4 separate regions of the Mus musculus genome follow, and regions 1, 2 and 3 are each linked to region 4. A link is a contact called in public Hi-C, Micro-C and promoter capture Hi-C data. All regions are on one chromosome and are shown on one strand. Each heading gives the region's core, a stretch centred on a gene start, on an enhancer-like site or on the middle of the called end of the contact. The rest is flanking DNA. Distances are from core to core; before and after follow the strand shown. Region 1 holds the start of Tppp (tubulin polymerization promoting protein). Region 2 overlaps Tppp (tubulin polymerization promoting protein). Region 3 holds the start of Tert (telomerase reverse transcriptase). Region 4 holds the start of Nkd2 (naked cuticle 2).

What was found. Promoter capture Hi-C pulls out the DNA fragments that hold promoters and counts their contacts. A called contact is a pair of places that touch in the nucleus more often than the background predicts.
Region 1: a Hi-C map of uterus shows a contact between it and region 4, with 1.8 times the contacts expected there. The contact joins the promoter of Tppp here to the promoter of Nkd2 in region 4. A contact is called at or near these places in 7 of 39 promoter capture datasets (the 3T3-L1 cell line, cranial neural crest, embryonic stem cells and 3 more), 4 of 484 Hi-C or Micro-C datasets (embryonic stem cells and uterus), 1 of 115 datasets of contacts at active chromatin or transcription factors (embryonic stem cells) and 1 of 9 other capture datasets (liver).
Region 2: a Micro-C map of embryonic stem cells shows a contact between it and region 4, with 1.8 times the contacts expected there. The contact joins the enhancer-like site here to the promoter of Nkd2 in region 4. A contact is called at or near these places in 2 of 39 promoter capture datasets (both in embryonic stem cells), 9 of 484 Hi-C or Micro-C datasets (the G1E-ER4 cell line, the HL-1 cell line, Th1 cells and 3 more), 1 of 115 datasets of contacts at active chromatin or transcription factors (embryonic stem cells) and 2 of 9 other capture datasets (embryonic stem cells and liver).
Region 3: a promoter capture Hi-C map of pre-B cells shows a contact between it and region 4, with 3 times the contacts expected there. The contact joins the promoter of Tert here to the promoter of Nkd2 in region 4. A contact is called at or near these places in 16 of 39 promoter capture datasets (the 3T3-L1 cell line, 3T3-L1-derived adipocytes, the C10 cell line and 9 more), 1 of 115 datasets of contacts at active chromatin or transcription factors (embryonic stem cells) and 3 of 9 other capture datasets (adipose tissue, liver and pancreatic islet).

The regions. Positions count from the first base shown.
Region 1 is chr13:74,006,382-74,011,545 of GRCm38.p6, forward strand. Tppp (tubulin polymerization promoting protein) reads left to right here and starts at 3,038. Exons shown (of 4, transcript NM_182839.2): 1 at 3,038-3,128. Gm15912 (predicted gene 15912) reads right to left here and starts at 2,973. Exons shown (of 3, transcript NR_168519.1): 1 at 2,695-2,973; 2 at 2,438-2,613; 3 at 1,748-2,083.
Region 2 is chr13:74,022,134-74,027,212 of GRCm38.p6, forward strand. The region is part of intron 2 of Tppp (tubulin polymerization promoting protein); the gene reads left to right. Among named protein-coding and RNA genes, the nearest start is that of Tppp, 15 kb to the left of the region's middle. Within about 2 kb of position 3,673, at least 102 of the 459 cell types and tissues checked have an H3K27ac peak or open chromatin away from gene starts, as enhancers often do. A contact at or near this core is called in Th1 cells, cortical neurons, embryonic stem cells and 2 more, where this site is marked.
Region 3 is chr13:73,623,448-73,628,609 of GRCm38.p6, forward strand. It overlaps Tert (telomerase reverse transcriptase), which reads left to right and starts at 3,464. Exons shown (of 16, transcript NM_009354.2): 1 at 3,464-3,801; 2 at 3,904-5,162. The coding sequence starts at 3,583. RefSeq lists a promoter at 1-3,553 and enhancers at 3,223-3,242, 3,383-3,403.
Region 4 is chr13:73,845,399-73,850,135 of GRCm38.p6, forward strand. It overlaps Nkd2 (naked cuticle 2), which reads right to left and starts at 2,233. Exons shown (of 10, transcript NM_028186.5): 1 at 2,005-2,233; 2 at 1,872-1,907; 3 at 1,515-1,618. The coding sequence starts at 2,029. Gm30303 (a long non-coding RNA gene) reads left to right here and starts at 2,210. Exons shown (of 3, transcript XR_382654.4): 1 at 2,210-2,410; 2 at 3,747-3,853.

The sequences.
Region 1 (5,164 bases), core at 1,788-4,287, 160 kb after region 4:
CAGAGAGAAATCAAGGCTATCAACAAAGGCTCCTGCCAGACAGTAACAATCCTCTGCAGCTGTTTGCTATAGGCACTAGTTGCTCTCCCACAGTGGGCTGCATTTCTAAGCCTCTCTGTTGGGCTATACCTAGTAGGCTCTTACAGTAGGCTGTACCTCCTGGTCTTTGTGTAACTCTGATGGAGGCTTCTGTAGCAGGTTCTTAGGACATGGGCTGCCGAGACCCTTCCTGGAGGAGACAGGAACAAATATCTGCACAATCCTGTTGGAAACATGACAGTGTCTCAGGCTCTCTGCCACATCCTGTTGTTGTTGTTGTTTTTTTAAAAAAGATTATTTATTTATTTATTATTTATTTTTATTATATTATTTATTATTTATTTATTATTATATTATATGTTATATTATTTTATTATATATTATATATGTTATATTATATTTTATATTATTATTATTATATTATATGTACATAATATATATATATTATTATATTATATGTACGCTGTAGCTGTCTTCAGACACCCCAGAAGAGGGCATCAAATCTCATTACAGATGGTTGTGAGCCACCATGTAGTTGCTGGGATTTGAACTCAGGAACTTCGGAAGAGCAGTCAGTGCTCTTAACCTCTGAGCCATCTCTCCAGCCCCACAACCTGTTCTTATCTGGAACTCAGCATAGCTCCCACTCCACACACCCCCACCCCCGCACCATTGTTCTCAGATTTTGAAGGTTGCTAATGATCATTCATTCTTTCCCTCTCTGGACTCCATGCTGTCCATAGATAGGACACTTCTTGGCTAGGCTACTGCTCTAGACTGCATATTTCACCTAATCCTCTGTCACAAAAAAAGACGGGACCTCACCTTGGTCTGCAGCATTCAAATCTCCTGGAGCCTAAACCTGTATATGGTGGTCTGCCTAGGTTATGTGCTCTGATACTGCAGGGGTCATGTGGACACAGACTCCTGGATATAGGATCCACTGGGATAATCTAAGACAAGCTCCCATCTGAAAGTAGCAACAATAATTTCAAATGCAGACACCCTCATGGACTTTTTGTGGTCCTGGATCTCCAAACAGGAAAAGAAGCCTTTTCCCCCCCGAACTATGTCCCCAGACCAAGACCCTGTTTACATGTAAGGTCATATTTTGAGGTTCCAAATGTAGTGAATTTGGAGGGCCACCATCACCCCAGCAGAGGTGTTTTGCTGGGTCACTATGAGGGATGCTCACCAGAGGCACATCCATTGGATTTGGTGCAGGTCTCCTATACAGATTGTCGCAGGTAAGAGCCTTGAAACTTCAGCAGCTGTCATGCTGCAGGAGGGTCAGGTCAGAAGCCATGATCCGAACCCGTCAAGCTGACATCTTGGACTATGGTTGTTAACAGCCGGGCCTCTAGAACTTTATTATATTGATACAAGTCTTCCTGTATTTAATCCCCAGAACCCACATTAGGCATCCCACAATTACCTGTAATTCCAGCTCTAAGAAATCTAACTTACCCATCTGGTTTCCGAGGGCACCCAGCATGCAAATGGCGCACATACTTTCAAACAGGCATATGCACACACAATAAATAAAAATAAAATTTAACGATAAAGTCACCATTTCGAAACATGCTAATAGAAACATAAACATGTATTTCAGCTTTCAGAACTTCATTTACATTGTTGATTTTCAGAGAATGGGAGGTTTCTTAGTTAGGGTTTTACTGCTGTGAACAGACACCATGACCAAGGCAAATCTTATAAAGGACACATTTAATTGGGGTTGGTTTACAGGTTCTGAGGTTCAGTCCATTATCATCAAGGTGGGAGCATGGCAGCATCCAGGCAGGCATGGTGCAAGAGGAGCTGAGAGTTCTACATCTTCATCTGAAGGCTGCTACTCACTTCCAGGCAGCTAGGGTGAGGGTCTTAAGTCCATGCCCACAGTGACACACCTACTCCAACCAGGTCACACCTACTCCAACAAGGCCACACCTCCAAATAGTGCCACTTCTTGGGCCAAGCATATACAAACCATCACAGCAGGACTTGGGGCTTTGTGGGACATAAGGCAAGTGGCCAAGCCAAGACCCTATAAAAAAGGAGAGAGTCTGGGTCTGGTTCTCCATTCCTTATAGTCCCACAGTCCTGAACTCACATGGCTTCCATGGTGAGTGGGAATTCTCGGGAGAGCAAGAATTAGAAGTAACTTTTTAGTCATTTTTGAGTAGCCGAAGAAAGCAGAGAGTCCGGGGGATCTGAGGGTCAGAGACTACCATGGGGAGGGGTAATTTGCTCCAAGTGCTCAGGTGGGCCCCATTTCTGAAGTTTCAAAACAAGGTTTCCTCAAGCATGAGTTAATTTGTCAGACACTCAGAAAATTCCCCAACACACACTCACTCACACACACACACACACACACACACACACACACACACACACTTACTCAGTGGGTGACTTGGTTAGAGTCTGAGACAGAACCTGGAGGACTGAAGAGTCTATTGAACCAAATCTTCCAGCCCCATTGCCTCCTTGCTAACCCCATAATCTTCTTCAGAGCCACCAGTGCGACCCTGACCTCACCACAGAGTCAGCGGGGTGGAGATCCCGTGGCAAGCGTCCCTAGAAGGAAGGAAAATCAGCAGAGACTCTAAGGATCCTTTTCGTGCAGGTAACCCGAGTGGCCAGCATCTCACCACGCACATCAAGCTCTCCAGGCAGGTAGGGATCAGCAACGGGTTGTGCGCAGTGTAGTCTGCGACTGCGCCACCAGCCTCAGCTTCCCTACTTGCGACTGGCCGCACGCCCGGGGCCCCAGGGCCAGGTGTGCCCTAGTCGCTCTTCCCCAACCTCAGCCCGGTTCCCACGCTCCACAGCTCCACAGCGACCGCACCCTGGGTCGAGCGGCGTCCATAGGCTGGCTGTGCCTGTGGCAGCCTTGTAAGGCAGTGGCTGCCTCGGGTGTCAGTGCGCTGCGCTCCTGCTGGGAGGGGCCTTAGTGCGCGCCTAGGCGGAGCGGGAGGAGGAGGGGCATGTGGGCGGTGCCGGAGGGCGGGGCCCGGCGGACAGCTCTGAGAGCTCGGCGCCCCTGGGCGCGCGTCTAGTCGCTGAGGCGCAGCAGTGGACGCGTTTTGGAGGTAAGCTTGCGCTGGGCGCTGTCCGTGGTCCGAGGCGCGGTTCTGGGGCCAAGGCTCGGGACCCCTCCGGTCCGTGAGGCTGGCCACCTGTCACTCTCTGCAGTGGCTAGATCAGGTCTAGTTGCTGAAGCAACTAGTTCCTTTGAGATCTCAGAGCAGTGGTGTCAAGAATGGGTATGCGTTTACACTGAGCCAGGCGCATTGCGTCGGCACTTGATACGGTGGACAGAAAACACCCCACGGCTCCCCACCAGACCAAGGTGCCAGGCCTCGTGCCAGCGACCCGGGTCGCTGCTCGTGGAACCTGGTGGAAAACGGGGTAAAGAGAAGCCACCGCCCGGAGCTGTGCATACCGGAGCTGGAGCTGCCGGGGGTTCATGGGTCCAGAATCCTGAGCGCGCGTTGCGTCCTGCAGGTGACAGCGCCAGTTCTCTATGTCACCCTCCTTTCGAGCCTGCATCTCTCATTCGAGATGGCGAGGGTTTTGTCAGGGTCGCATGTTGAATGCCCACGTTTGCGCGAAGGAGAGGGAGGACTCGACCCTTGCTCGGCGGTTTCGGTTATGTAAACGAGGCCTTGAACTAGGTGAGGAAGACGAGTAGTACCCTTTGTGGCGCAGCTTTGGACAGGCTGTGTCCTGGTGATTGGTCCTGTGCGTGTCCTGGGGCGAATGGAGGCGTTCGGCCCAGAGCCCACTTGCGTATCTGGGCTCCCTTGGCCGTGTAGGTGGCTTTCTTAGGCGGCGCGAGCTCTCCACGACTGGAGCAATGTTGTGTGTGTTTGGGGGAGCGGGGGAGAGTTGGGTGGGGGGCGCGAAACCCTGCTTGTCTTTAGCTGGATTCTCTGGCGGCCGGCTGCTGTTTCTGCTCGCGTGCCAGCCCCTCTCCCGTCACGTGACCCTGAAGGACTGGCGAGGGGGAGGGGCACAATCTGAGCGTCTCTAAAGGACTCCTCTATTCAGAAAAGCTCCTGATTACCACCGGGACTCGCCATTAGAAAAGGTGCCCTATTCAAGTGGCGTATTTGAATAGACAGCTTTGAGAATCCCTGTCTTAACCGATGGTGAAGTGAGGGCGACCTGCGCAGCTGCACGTTTTCCTCTTGGTGCTCCTTGGGTCCGCCTTCTCCATTTCTTGAGGTTGTGGTACATGGCTATTTTAACTATCATCTAAGGTTTTGGAAATTTTTATAAGCATTAGAAAATTCCGTTTAAGAACACTGAAACCAGACATGAGGGGTGGAGGCTTGGGAGAAGTCTGCAGAATGGGGCCCTGCAGACAGCTCTGCTGAGCTTCAGGGAGGATGAGACCCAGCTTCCTCAGCAGGGCCTGCTGTCCTATTTATAGTGCACGACTGAAGGAGGAGCCTGTAGGAGGTGTGATTTCAGTTTTGCCAGGGAAGGGAACCTTACAGCCTTGTCCATCCCATCTCCCTCGCCCAGGAAGGCTGTGTGCCCAGAGACCCCCCATGCAGGAGAATGGAGCTTACCACTTCCTCCTGAAAGGAAGAGTTGGAGCTGCTCAGCCACAGCCAGGGTTCAGACATGGCTTCCAGTCCCTAACACCCTCATGGGGGCTCCTAGTGCCGATTCAACCTGGAAAGACCAGTTTCTTCATAGAGAAGGGTCACAGTGTTGCTACCTCAGCATTCTCTATTTATGGCCAGGACTTTTCCTGTCCACAGCATCTCCCTACCTATACCACCTCCCAATCAAAATAGCCCCACCCATGACAGTTCCACATATGACCCGCAGGAGTCTCTTTATGGCATCCTTCACCAATGGCATCACTCTGAGCATTTCCCACCTACGGTAGCTCCTCGAAGACCTACAGCATCCACCCATAGTACCCTCAGATCTGTTCTCTATCTTACCTCTGCAGCCCTTGGAAAGCCTTTCCGTAGTGTCTTTGTCCAAGGCAGGAATAGAATGGAGCAGCCCTGCTGGGGTCCCAGAGGGTGTGGTTTCTGTGAACTGAAGCCTGCACTTGTGTGCCCCACAAATGGTTTACTGTTATCAGGGAAAACTCCATGGACAG
Region 2 (5,079 bases), core at 2,423-4,922, 180 kb after region 4:
GCCCCCAGGTTGTGCACTGGTGCATGGGAGAGTCTTTGAGCAACAGCCAGAAGGGTAGATGTAGCATGGCAGATAGCTCCTGAGAGCACCAACGAATATCACATTCCAGGAACTTAGGCATTCCTGGAAAGGTGGAGGGATTTAATATATGTCCCAGTGGAAGAGGTGACACAAGCCAGTCCCAGATTGAGGGTGATATTGACATCTTTCTGTTTCAGCTGAAGCTAGCTGTAGCTTCCTCTAGATTCTGGTTGAGGGAAATGAAAGAAGCTGAGCCTGAATTTTCAAGGTCCTGGCCCCTAGGAAGGGGGCTCAGTTGAGAATACTGAGCCAGAGCCTAGCTGTCCCCATGCATTTCAAGGCTGATATCAACTTCACTGTCTACCGGGAGCTTGAGACCTCTTCAAAGCAAGAAAATCTCAACCCCACGCTCCCTAGTGAACTTCCTATTGCACACAGCACACAAAAGTATGTCTTAGGTTTGAATGGTAAAGGCTGAGAAACATGTCCCAAAGGAGTCCTGCGTCCTGACCCTCTCCAGGCTCTGCTGATCCCAGAGGATTCCACAAAGGATTCTGAGTTCGTCTATTCTGCTTGCTCTGTCTCCTGTGGTTTCCAACCCCAATGAGAAGCTGGAGAAGAGGCTCTCCATGTAGCTTCAACCTGTGAAAGCAGATGTTGTGTGTACACCGCCTCAGCCCTTTCTCCCATCCATCTGAGACTCTGTTCCTACGATGTCTCAGATCTACCTCTGCCCGAAGTTCAGTTATTGTGGGTGAGGATGGTAGAGGAAGTTATGGCCAGTGGCTCAGATGTGTGTGGTCGCTTTAGCCTTATGCCCACTGTGAAAGCGCTTACCTCTACCCTGGAAGGCCCCTGGCCAGGGTTCCTATGTACTTCTAGACTGGGGTCCTTAGGCTTCTGTCAACACTGCTTCTTTCACAGCTTCATCTGCGTGCAATGCTGTTGGGTACCAAAGACCCTTATGTGACCCCCTCAGAGGAAGGTCTACTGAATACTGTATTCATTGTATTGCTTTTATAGGAAGGACCCAGACAAAGGGTCAGGGGATAGTAATTCTGTCCCCCGAGTCCCTAAATAGAACAGCACAGTCATTGGCGCTCAGGAACCACGAGGAGTCTACAAAGTTCAGAACAGGTCATAAGGACCTAGGGAGATGCAAGATTATGAATCTATGAAGGAGCAGCAAGACTAGCCCACAGAGCCTCTATACTGCTGCTGCTCCTTCATAGATGACCTAGAAATCTTGATGCTTATAGTTCCTGAGACCTTCCCTATACATTTCACCAAAGTGACTGCCCCTGAGTTTGAGTATTGACACCACCATAGGCTTTGCCACGGGGCGGGGGAGGTTTTCCCAGGTTTGGCGAAGCTCACTGTGCTGGTCACATGGCCTGTTCTGGCTATCACCTTCTGGGAAATGTGCAGCCTTCTCATAGAAACTGGCCGTATGAGTTTCACTGGACAGTTCCAGGCAGGGACAGACAGGCAGGTCCTGGTAAACAAAGCTGCTCTGGTAGGTTTGCCAGTCATGAGTGAGGTGGACTGACCCAGGCTGCAAAATGATCAGCACTAGACCCTCTGATACAGGGATATGACCCTCATTCTGGTGCCAAGAGCTCCTGTTAGGCCAATGGAAACGATCTGCAACACTGAGACCTAGAAAAACCAGGTTAGAGCGTCTACCATATGTATACAGTTAAAGCCTTGTCTAACATGTGCATGTTAGCCATGCCTACTATGTGCATATAGTTAAAGCTGATGGTTTTACGGAGCTCACTGTTAGTGTCTAAACTGGCAAATGAACTTGGACAGCTCCTCACTCTATCGCCCCTCATGCTCCTCCTCCACCAGCAGGTGTCCTTTATAGACTCAACTCTGAGCTTACTAGAAACCCTGGCAGCTCTTCCTACACCGGGAACATACAGGATGTCTTTTAAGCAAGGCTAATGAGCTCATCATACTCTTCTCGGACATGATCCCTCATGATACTGTATCCTCAGTCATCCCAGTGTTCAAGATAATCAAGATCTAACCAAGGAATGAGACCCAGAGACTTGTGTCTATGAGGAAGCTTCTAGAAGGGATGGTTGGAAAGTAGGAAGAAGTGACCTTTCCAGAGGTCAGTCAACTTCTCCAGCTTCTTCTGAAGGAGGCTACCTTCCAGCTTTTGTGTGCCTATATATGTGCACTGCACCCCCATGTAGAACGTATGGTTCTACAGCCTCCTGGTGGGTGGTCCTATGAGGTCACGGGTCTTTTGGATGACGAGGGCCACAGAGGACTGAGTACTCCAGCTCCACGTGTCCTTCCTGTCGTGGGAAGCGCTGGACCCCTATGAATGAATCATGCGAAGCGAATGCTTGTTCCCAGAATGCAGAACTTCAGATGCTCAGACATTTCATTCCTGACTCCAGGACATGGTCATTGTTCACTGTAAACTCTGGGCTGCCTGAGAACTTTGGACTGTCCCTGTCTTGTAAGTCAAGGTCCTGGAGAGCAAGTATATGCAGCCCAAGCCTAGAGAAGGCTCAAGGCTCTGACAGTCTAGGCAGACAGACAATCAGTGCTAGGCTTGCTGACACTGTGGGGCTGATGTCTAGCTGGGCGGCTGGGGTCAGGTGAGGATTCTGTACGTAGAGACCCAGAAACTCCTTTCGCCTACACACCTAGACCCTTGAGACCCTAGAGGCTGCCATCCCCCCATCTCTGTCTTTGAACTCTCATTCCTGCTGAGTCTGGGCTCCATTGGGTTCCTTATGAATGATGTTCCTCTTGGAACTCTTCTGTTCTGGAGGAGGAGCCTCACTCCAGAGGCATTTGTGAACAGAGGATTCAGAGTCCTGTTGTCCTCTAGTGTAGAGGGACAGTATTCTGAGTACCAGGGTGGTGAGGGAATGCTAAAAAGGATCAGCAGAAAGGGCTGGGGAACTCTGGGATTGATATTTCCGGGAAAAATGGGGCTGTAGTGGTGCTAGTTGTACTATGAGGTCTGGGCATTTGTGATCCCATGAGGGGCAGCAATTGCCTCCTATAGGAGTTTGGAGCCTGGGAGGAAATTGCTTAGGTATCTCCAGGAAGTTGCTGACTCTGACAGGACTTGAGAGGGGAAAAAAAAAAGTTCAACTATTTCTGTTTTGGGGCAGGTTGCCATGGCTCTGCAGGCGTGGCGCCAGCTGGGGTATCTGCAGCCTTTGTTTAGGTCCCTGTCACTATGGCAACGCTTGTTTGTTTTGATGTTACTATGTGTTAAATTTTAAACAAATTTCTTGAAGCTCTATACCAAGTTTTATTGTAGACTACTGTTAACCTAGCAAAAGGCTCCATCCTGCAAAAGGCTCAGCATGGCCAGTCTCCACACAGTTAATGGAGACCTGGCATTGAAGCAAGGCCAGCTTGGTGCAGCTTGGGGAACACCTGCCAGCCCTAGGCATTGTATCTATCTGTGACTGTCTGCAGGGGATCTTTGTTCCTGAGTGTCTGTGTGTGTACCCTTGATTGCTTGTGGAAGAAGAGATACAGAGGCCTTGGGGTTGGGCTGGGCTTACCTACTGCCTCCTTATTTTAACCACCATACTACCAGGTAAGGAGGCCCTAGACCTTTGGCCTTCCTGGGCCTGGACTGGGTGCTGGGTAACCTCCAGAGTAAACACACAGATTCCTGCCAACACTGTGCAGAGTCAGAAAGTAACTTGGCTGGGGTGTCAGGGCCGGGTGTCCATTATGTCTGAATACAGGTCAGAAGGAAGCCAGGCCAGTCCCTACATGTAAGAAAGCAGGGTCTAGATCTGTCTAGACTGGGGATTTGTCAGCCACTGCTCAGTCTATGAGCTGTTTAGTGTTCCTTACATGCCACAGCTAGTTATAAAGGCCTGATGGGATGTTTCAGATGTCTGTATGCTGCCAAGGAGGCTCAGTAGAGAAGCCGCCTGGGCTAAGTAATCCATTACTCCTAGGAACAGGCCTCAGGTCTGGAGTCCTGGCCAGAGTTTTGGGTACCTGTGGTGAGGATGTGTTTCTGTGTGTACTACTTGTACAAATATCTCAGAGAATCCAGATGCCAAGGATCCTGGACATGTGAGGACCTTTGGAGGCAGCCTCTGTTCCTGGCTGTGGTGCCCACTCAGTTCCACTCATCTGTGGCACACATGTCACTGGAGCTCCTCCATCAGGCTCTGCTTCCTGGATCTCAGACAAGGCTAACAGTCCCATGCTCCAGGGAAGAGTGCCTGACCCTGCAGGCTTTGAGTGGAGCAAGATCCAGCATGCCTCTTACTCTTCAGGCGCCCCAGTACCTGAAGCCTTGCTGCTATTCTTACTTCTGCATGGCCCTCTAGTGGCTGTATATGGCAGTATAGTGACTCCTCAGTCGCCTGCTGGGAAACTTAGGGTTTTGACCTCTGTTGGGGGAAAGGCAGGACATGTGGAACTTTTTTTGCCTGATAGTCACTGAGCTAGTTGCCTCCGTGACTTTCTGCATAAGGCTTCGTATGTTCTGCTGAGTCTGCAGTGATAGGCCGTTTGGGTGAGAAGCATATTCTGTTCCTTAGCTCTTCCATCTTGCTTGGGAAGCTGGCTGGCCAGTGCACGAAGGACATGTAAGAGAATGATCTTCCCCAAACATCTATAACTTGTCTGAGCAACCAGAGGCATATCCATCCTCATGGCTTACCCCTACTTAATCCAGGTCAGAACCATGAGGAGGTAGGGGTGGGCAGATGTGCTCACTTTGGGTCACCGGGTGAATGTTTATCCCACAGCCTCAGGTCCCTTGGAAGAAAACAAAACGACAAGTAGAAAGGGGCTTTAAGGATTTGTTCTCAACAGAGGGAAGTAGCAATGCTGCAGGTCACAGATGCCTCCTCTAGGCAAGCTGGTGACTGCCAGTAAAGAGACATAATGTGGAATGTACCCAGAGTAGGGTCATAGTTTACTGAGGTTAGCAGAGTAGGGTTGCTGCTTGGCCTCTGATTTCCTGAGATGGGCAGTCCTTGTGGCTAACTGGCATCCAGGCCCTTCTAGGCAGAGAGCACATCACTTGCTCCCAAGGAGTTTAAG
Region 3 (5,162 bases), core at 2,214-4,713, 220 kb before region 4:
GCTTCAGTTGAGGAAATTCCTCCATGAGATCCAGCTATAGGGCATTTTCTCAATTAGTGATCAAGGGGGGAAGGCCCCTTGTGGGTGGGACCATCTCTGGGCTGGTAGTCTTGGTTCTATAAGAGAGCAGGCTGAGCAAGCCAGGAGAAGCAAGCCAGTAAAGAACATCCCTCCATGGCTTCTGCATCAGCTCCTGCTCCCTGACCTGCTTGAGTTCCAGTTCTAACTTCTTTCAGTGATGAACAGCAATGTGGAAATGAAAGCTGAATAAACCCTTTCCTCCCCATTTTGCTTCTTGGTCATGATGTTTGTGCAGGAATAGAAACCCTGACTAAGACAATACTATAAACCCTAAAAGTTGTAAACCAAACACATGTGTTTCCATTAAGCCATCGTAGAACAATAAGTACTCAACCCCAAGTCACATAACTATAATCCCAGCCTTTGAAAACCGGGATCAGGAATTCAAGGCTAGCCTCATCTATATGTAAGATTAAAGCCTGTTTGGGCTGCATGAGACTTTGTTTCAAAAAAAAAAAAAAAAAAGCAAACAGGCAAAAACAAACACAAGACAAGACAGATGTAAAATGAAGGAGGGGTAGATGGGTCAAGTAGAAAATAGCATAGGAAACGAGTCAAGTATAGAAGAGGTGGTAGTAACCAGATCATGCAGAAGGACTCAAGGCCATCTCCTCACAGTGGCTTAGGTAGGCCTTCCTCTGCTCTTGAGCAGGGGCAGAGTTGCCGCTTTAAGGAGGGGATCAGTCACCTTTAAGAACTGAAAAGCTGAACAGTCTTCTCAAGTCAGAAGCCAGTGGCTTCATCTTACACCTCTCTTCCTTCCCTTGCTACTCATATTGGATCTGATGATTTGCCCAACTTGGAAGAAACATCTCTTCTGAAGGGTTTCACAGACACCCCATCTTTCCGAGAAAGGACCGCATAGGCTGGCCATCCCTGTGCTTACAAAAGGAATAATTAAGAAACTTAATTCCATAAGCAAATACAACCTTTCCAAGCCCCAAGTGGATGATTTTATCTTACTGTTTTTTTATATCTCATCAAATAACTTCCAAGGGCTCAAAAATCCAAAGATGTAAAAAAGGAACTGAGCTCTGTTTGCCAAGCCATGAGGATTAAATAATGACATTCAAAGAGATTTTTGTGCCCTAAGTACTTTTTATTGGTTTTCATAGATGGTTTAATGTGCAAGATGAAGCAAACAGAGATGGGAGTGGTATCAGCATGGATTAAGGTGGCAGTTGTGAGGGAGGGGTACTGAGAGAACAGGACAAGGTAACCTATCTAAGGAGAGGCCAAGTTGGCAAGTGCCAGGGACTTCTAAGCCCAGAACTAGTACACATTCCTTAGGTGCTGTTTGGGAAGTCAGGGAGTCACCAGCCTTGGGATCTATAAAAGTGCATGGTGGCATTCACTCACATACTTCCTGAGCTGTTCGATGTTGATGAAGTCGTGGGTATGAGACTGTTGTGTCAGTGACAAACTATGTAAATGAGAATGATTGTTTCCATCTTGACCACTAAGACGTAAACCGGTTCCAGTGATCTCCAAACATGGCAAGCTACAGCAGAGCAGCAGCCCCATCCAGAGCCTTGCCCTGGTTCTGAATGGGGGAGAATCCAGTGGGAGTCGGTTGCTGCCAGCATGTTGGGGTAGAAGGCTGGAGCATGACAGGTCCCCGAGGATTTCCTGCTTCCTATATGGGTAGGGATACTTGAGGTCCTCTCTTCTACCTCCTTCCCTGCAGGGTTTATAACCTCTACCACTGTCTGTCTCTGGGATAGCTCCTAGGGTGCAGCCCCTCCCCAAAAAGGCCTCTCCCTGGCCTCATGTCTCTAAGAACAGCTTTCTAAAGCAGGCCTGTTACACAAAGGCTCCCTTTTCCTGGCTTCATCGTTGCTGGTAGACAACTTCCACTCGTTTTCCACTTCAGTTTCTTCTACTCTGTTGTTATTTGATTCTGATGCTTGAACCCAGGGTTGTGTAGTCAGCAAGTGCTACCCCCTCCCTCCTCTTCTTTGTTTTTTTGAGGCAGGGTCTCATTTTGCCCAAGTGGACCTAAATTTCAGCATGTAGCTGGCCTGGTTTTGAATGCCTTCTCATCCTGCCTCTACTTCCCAAGAGTAGCTTACAAGTGTGCACCACCATGCCCCGCGATATTCTTATTTTTGAGACTGTTTTCTATGCTGGTTTCTTTGGGGAACTACACTAAGGTAGCTTACAAGTGTGCACCACCATGCCCCGCGATATTCTTATTTTTGAGACTGTTTTCTATGCTGGTTTCTTTGGGGAACTACACTAAGGTAGCTTCATTGTTGGCATAAATTTCTCAGTTCAGGCCCATATCTCCTAAGTAGCAGAACTAAGCAAATCTCAAACAAACCCCTCAAAAAGACTGATGTCCACTAAACGGACTTCTAAAATAGCTCCTGTAATCCTGAGCATTTACAAGGCGGCAGACCTCCTATAAGGGAGTAAATATGAAAACGCGCCTGTTCAAATGCTAGGTCGGTGGATAGAAGCAATTTCCTCAGAAAGCTGAAGGCACCAAAGGTTATATTTGTTAGCATTTCAGTGTTTGCCAAACTCAGCTACAGTAGAGATCACAGATTCCCTATTTCCCAGAGATTCAAAATTCAGCAGCCCCTCTCTAACTATGGCTCAGAGTCGTGTCATTACATATGCCCCAACAACAACCCCCACCCCTATCCTACCCCCGCCTCACACGTGCAAGTACTATCACAGTTGCCAACCTAGCAGAGCTGCCATCCTAAGGTCGAGGTCGCCGCTTTGGCTGTGTGCACAGGCAAGCGCCCTCACCCAATGGCCCTGGCCTTGCTATGGGTGCGTGAGTTGAGATGATGCTCTGGACTCTGAGGTGAAGGCCACTGGAACAGTGAAAAAAGCTAACGCAGGGCTTTTACCTAGTCCCCTTCCTTTGGTGGTGGGTGTTTACGGAACATATTTGGGATCTGAGTGTATGGTCGCACCACAATAAAGCCTTAACCTATATAGTAGAATTTCAGCTGTAATCATTAAGAACTGAGATTGCCACCACCCACCTCACTGTCTGTGTCAACCACAGCAGGCTGGAGCAGTCAGCTCAGGAACAGGCAAAACCTTAGGTCCCTCCGCCTACCTAACCTTCAATACATCAAGGATAGGCTTCTTTGCTTGCCCAAACCTCGCCCCAGTCTAGACCACCTGGGGATTCCCAGCTCAGGGCGAAAAGGAAGCCCGAGAAGCATTCTGTAGAGGGAAATCCTGCATGAGTGCGCCCCCTTTCGTTACTCCAACACATCCAGCAACCACTGAACTTGGCCGGGGAACACACCTGGTCCTCATGCACCAGCATTGTGACCATCAACGGAAAAGTACTATTGCTGCGACCCCGCCCCTTCCGCTACAACGCTTGGTCCGCCTGAATCCCGCCCCTTCCTCCGTTCCCAGCCTCATCTTTTTCGTCGTGGACTCTCAGTGGCCTGGGTCCTGGCTGTTTTCTAAGCACACCCTTGCATCTTGGTTCCCGCACGTGGGAGGCCCATCCCGGCCTTGAGCACAATGACCCGCGCTCCTCGTTGCCCCGCGGTGCGCTCTCTGCTGCGCAGCCGATACCGGGAGGTGTGGCCGCTGGCAACCTTTGTGCGGCGCCTGGGGCCCGAGGGCAGGCGGCTTGTGCAACCCGGGGACCCGAAGATCTACCGCACTTTGGTTGCCCAATGCCTAGTGTGCATGCACTGGGGCTCACAGCCTCCACCTGCCGACCTTTCCTTCCACCAGGTGGGCCTCCAGGCGGGATCCCCATGGGTCAGGGGCGGAAAGCCGGGAGGACGTGGGATAGTGCGTCTAGCTCATGTGTCAAGACCCTCTTCTCCTTACCAGGTGTCATCCCTGAAAGAGCTGGTGGCCAGGGTTGTGCAGAGACTCTGCGAGCGCAACGAGAGAAACGTGCTGGCTTTTGGCTTTGAGCTGCTTAACGAGGCCAGAGGCGGGCCTCCCATGGCCTTCACTAGTAGCGTGCGTAGCTACTTGCCCAACACTGTTATTGAGACCCTGCGTGTCAGTGGTGCATGGATGCTACTGTTGAGCCGAGTGGGCGACGACCTGCTGGTCTACCTGCTGGCACACTGTGCTCTTTATCTTCTGGTGCCCCCCAGCTGTGCCTACCAGGTGTGTGGGTCTCCCCTGTACCAAATTTGTGCCACCACGGATATCTGGCCCTCTGTGTCCGCTAGTTACAGGCCCACCCGACCCGTGGGCAGGAATTTCACTAACCTTAGGTTCTTACAACAGATCAAGAGCAGTAGTCGCCAGGAAGCACCGAAACCCCTGGCCTTGCCATCTCGAGGTACAAAGAGGCATCTGAGTCTCACCAGTACAAGTGTGCCTTCAGCTAAGAAGGCCAGATGCTATCCTGTCCCGAGAGTGGAGGAGGGACCCCACAGGCAGGTGCTACCAACCCCATCAGGCAAATCATGGGTGCCAAGTCCTGCTCGGTCCCCCGAGGTGCCTACTGCAGAGAAAGATTTGTCTTCTAAAGGAAAGGTGTCTGACCTGAGTCTCTCTGGGTCGGTGTGCTGTAAACACAAGCCCAGCTCCACATCTCTGCTGTCACCACCCCGCCAAAATGCCTTTCAGCTCAGGCCATTTATTGAGACCAGACATTTCCTTTACTCCAGGGGAGATGGCCAAGAGCGTCTAAACCCCTCATTCCTACTCAGCAACCTCCAGCCTAACTTGACTGGGGCCAGGAGACTGGTGGAGATCATCTTTCTGGGCTCAAGGCCTAGGACATCAGGACCACTCTGCAGGACACACCGTCTATCGCGTCGATACTGGCAGATGCGGCCCCTGTTCCAACAGCTGCTGGTGAACCATGCAGAGTGCCAATATGTCAGACTCCTCAGGTCACATTGCAGGTTTCGAACAGCAAACCAACAGGTGACAGATGCCTTGAACACCAGCCCACCGCACCTCATGGATTTGCTCCGCCTGCACAGCAGTCCCTGGCAGGTATATGGTTTTCTTCGGGCCTGTCTCTGCAAGGTGGTGTCTGCTAGTCTCTGGGGTACCAGGCACAATGAGCGCCGCTTCTTTAAGAACTTAAAGAAGTTCATCTCGTTGGGGAAATACGGCAAGCT
Region 4 (4,737 bases), core at 983-3,482:
AGTTCTACTAAGACTCTGCTCTTAGCCACCTTGGAAAAGCCAAGGACAACGCTAAAAGAAGCAATGCAAGCCAGAGCCCACACAACAACACAAAAAATGACCCAAAGAGTAGTACTCATGGTCCTAAGATCACAGCTTCACTTTAACAATTCCACTCTACACAGGGAGTACCTATACTCTCCAGAAAGATGCTCTGGCTTTCACACTCCAGTGACAACCACTTCCTTGTCAGCTAAATTGTGTCCTATTCTGAATACCAGTGCTCTCAAGTGAGGAGTCCAAGGACTGAGCTCAGACTTGTTGCTAGGGAGAAAAACCCTAGGCTTGACAGCTAAGGGGAAGGGCCAGTCTAAATGCTCTCCCATGGCATGAACAGGTTCCCAGAGACCAGCTCCAATAACGTGCATCTGAGAGCCAAGCTGTGTAGAAGCATCAACTGGCCACCAAAAATTCCTCAGCAAATGTAAGTGGTAGCAAAATGGACCTGGGTGGGCAGCACTGGATGTCTGGTCTGGCCTCCTCTACTAGAGATGGACATCATGTAACTGTTTGAATCTCCACACTGGACCCACAATACCTCAGCATACCCGCTTTTACAGCTACAGTAGATCCGCTCAGAAAGCACACATCCAAACTCTAGTACATATTATTTTAAGCCTCCGTAGCTCCAGGTCTCAGGTCAGGGCCACACCAAGTATTCATGAACACCCAGAAGTTTCTATTCACCCACCAGAAGGTCCTTTCAGAAAGAACACTGATGCCAGCCCACTTGCCGACTTCACAGAGCTCCCAGCCAGTGAGGGAGTCTATCTGTAGTGGGAGCCAGTAGTGGGGAGCCAGTTCTAGGTGACCAAGTGTATTGTTCTTGTCCTTTCAAACTCTGCTCTCCCCAACACCAATAGCCCAATGTCTACTTCTTCTTGCTGGCAGATATGTGGGTGTTTCACCCACACTCCATCACATCTCATCCCTGGGGCCCTGGCCCTGGGCAGTTCTCTGCTCTTAAACACAGCACATGGATCATCTTCTCTCAGACACAGGGTAGCTCTTATGGTTTGGGGACACCGTTTTTTCCACTGCCCATTTGTCCAGGGATGCTCCCTGCAGGCCTGTATTAAGCTCTCCAAAAGATGGGAGGCAAGGGTAGCCTTAACCTCTGGACAACTTCATTGTGCAAGCAATCAGCCCTATAACATCCATCAACAGATGGAGAAGGTCCTCCAACTCAAGCCTGGAATTCTGAGATCATGGCCCCCCTAGTTGAGTCCCATCTCTGCCTTAGAATCCCTTCACCAGTTCCTCCTGCCTGAGGGGTGGAGTCACCAGTCCAGCCTAGCGCTTGGAGGTTCCAGTACCACCCAGCCCCCTCTGGGATACTATGCCAGATGCTGGAGAGGGTTAGGCTATCCTGGCCAGCCATATGAGTCTTCTGCGTCTCCCGACTGTAAAGAGGCAAGACTCAGGTTCTGCAAGGCCCTTAGTTGCGCGACCCAGCCCACCTTCCCGTAACCTACCTGCTTGTCCCGTGAGCGATGTTCCACACCGCTGCCCGCGCGCCGGTCCGTTTCTTCCGCTCCCCTGCGACCGCTCCCGTACGCAGGCACCACGAAGCTGTCCCCTGCGGCCCGCCCGCAGACGCGCGGGAAACAAGGCACCCACGGAGAAGGAAGGAGACCGTGAGCTTCGTGGAGTGCGCTTCTGCCCAGCCTGCCTTGCAGCGCCCACCCGGTACCCAGAGCCCCGAGGCCACGCGCTCCCGGAGACCCAAGGCGTGTCCCAATCGAGGGCGCGAGGCAAGGCGCGCCCCAAGCTTGGAGCTCTGCGCATCCGGCCCCGGGGCCGCCTCGCTCCCTGACCGCACCCGGGCTCACCTTCGGGACTCTCTCTCCTCTTGCAGGCTGCTGCGGCTGCGGCACGGTCGGAGGACACAGGGAAGACGGAAGGGACAGTGAGTGGCGGCGCCCACCCGCCCCCCTCTCTCCCGCCCCCCGGCCCGCTCCTCACCGTGCTTGGACTGAAATTTCCCCATGTCTCCGCTGGGCCTGGACCCACCCTCCGGCCGAGCTCTCAGGTGTGCGTCCGAGGTTCGAGCCCGGGGTGCGTGAATCCCGAGCTGAGAGCAACTCGTGGAGCCTGGATCCGGGGCCGGGCAGTCTGGCGAGGCTTGGCCCGGCAACCGGAGACACCGGCGCGGGCAGCGGCCGGCCTCCCTCTGAGCGCGCGCGCCCGCGACGGGGCTTTAACAGGGGTTCTCGCAGCGCCCCCCGCGGCCGCGGACCGTAGCGCAGTGGACCTTAGCGTCTCCTTTACCCTAAGACTTTACTAGACAGGCGGTTTGGAACCTGCTCTGAGCAACGACTCGCACAGGGCATCCCTGAGGGCAGACAGAGCTTACCTGCGTGGACTCCAGGTTTCTGGCTCTCTGCGGTTTCTTTTGTGGGGACACCCTCCACCCCTCACCAATCTTTTTCTTGAGATTCCCAAATTCAAGAGTCGGTATTAGGAATCCTCCTTTGAAAGAGAGAACCCTGGAAGAGAGTTACCTACGTCTTAGACAACCTTCTTGATACCTTTGGCTGTGAGAGGAGTTAGGCACATGCTTGTCGTGAAGGGGCTGGGGGTGAGTGGGGTGCGGAGGTAGAAGGCCATGGGAAGGTACCTGGAAGAGAGGGAGAGCAGGTAGGACTAAAGTGAGTCCTGGCCCGCTGGAGCAGACCTTCCTCCCTTTCCCTCATTGATGAAAGACCAACGCTGCCCATCAGTGTGGACAGGCCCTGCATCCTTCCCTTTGCCTTTGGTTGGGGCAGGGTCCTTGCTGGGCTGTGGTTAGTCCATCTGGCTCCTCTTTGGCTGGCCAACCTCTGAAAACCCTCTCAGTATCTCATCCTACAGCTTCTCCCTTAGAAGAGATCACCCACCCTTGTTTCAGAGAAATCTCACTCCCCCTTCTTTCTTGGGCTCCAGCTTATTCTGGGGATACCTCTCTGTTTGGTTCTCCACTTTGCCCATAGAGCTCTGTAACACACAGATCAAGAATGAATGTGTAGTTTTCTTTCCCAGCCTTCTTGAGATATGGTTCATATACCCTACAACTCTCCCACTCAAGAGTCACCACTACCTAGTAGCCTGTCTCTGTTCAGAGATGTGTTCACATAGTCTGCTCTAGAACATTCAACTCCTAGAGTGACTTAATTTTAGCACATACTTTCTGCAAAGAACCACAGCCCCCCCCCCCCGCCTCTTCATGGTCTGTATTCCAGGCTGGCCTTGAACTCCATGTATAGCTAAGATGACCTTGAACTTCTGAAGTCCTTTGGAATTGTTGATATTAAGGATTCATGACTGCCCCCCCCAAAAAAGTGCAGAATGGCTTACCTTGAACAGGACCATCTCACAGCCATGGGCATGACACAGGTAGAATGGACTCATGTAATTATGAGGACTCCTTACCCACCAGGCCATTCACCTAGCCTCATCCCTCCTTTGTGTCAGGGTTTCACCCACAACCAGCAACTGAGAAAGAAGGAATGGGATACCAGGAGAGGATTCAATGATTAGGATCCACAACTATGTTTGGGGGAGTGTTTGTAAATATAGCTATCATTATCACTGAGGCCATAAATGAGGAAGGTTCCCACAAGGACAGGCTTCACTGTGTTCCACTGCCTACCACAGTCTAGGCTCAGCTTTGGGCAAACCAGGTGAGGCTGGCTTGCTCTATATGTCCTCTGCTTCATCCTGTTTAGGTGTAGAGAGTGCGACTTCCTAGTTGATGAAGACAGACTTGGATGGAAATTTCCAGAAATGTCCATTCTTCCCACCCTCCCCACTCCCAGAGCCACTGCTTAGTAAGGTAGGTACATTATTGGCCTGAGAAGACAAGGCCCAGTGTAACTGTCAAACTGGGCAAAAGTAGCCTCAGGCTGGGACTTGAGGCCCAGGAGGTGACCTAGGGTGAGAGTGAGTTTCCATTCACTGATCCTGTGTCCAGGCTTATCTCTGTCCCTTGAATTCTACACCCCCTGCAGTTCTATGCTTCTGTGGTCTCTCTGAGCTTCGAACCAAGGATTTTGACATCAACAAAGAACACAAAGACTATGTGTGACTTGCGTGGCTTCCTGGGGAGAAATAAAGAGACATCTTTTTGCCCCAGACAAAGAGCACAGATAGACCAAAGACACAGATCTATCCAAGTGCAGCTTGTTGATCAATTACTGTATTAGGGTTATTCACAGGAACATACAGAGTGCATAGGCAGCTGTACCACCAAGAAGTCCAACCCTGGCTTTGCTTCTTACATAATATCAGAAAGAGGAAGAGCTTGGGTGGGTGGGTGGGGCTCCCTGAAGGTTTCTCTCCCTCCATGATGTAAAATTAATATAAAATCATGAAGGTCCAGAGAAGGTGTCTGCAGCTTCTCGGCTTCAAGATAGCCATGGTCATTTCCAACCAAGAGGAAATTGCTATAGGTGTGAAAGCCACATCCCAGTGTCAAGGCAGAATCCATTTAGACGATGACTTCATCTCAAGTCCAGTGGAGCAGACACCTGCTTTACATGCAGCTAGCCTGACATGTCCTCTCTGGGCCCGGCTCTGGTTCAGCTCTTTCTCCTGTACTCAAGCTTCTTCTATGCCTGTTCCTGCCTCCCATTTCCCACTCTCATCTTTTGGAATAGCCCGAGCTTGGGGCTCTCTGGCTGGAGCAGTCAAATGTCCTCCCCCCACCCCCCAGCTGTT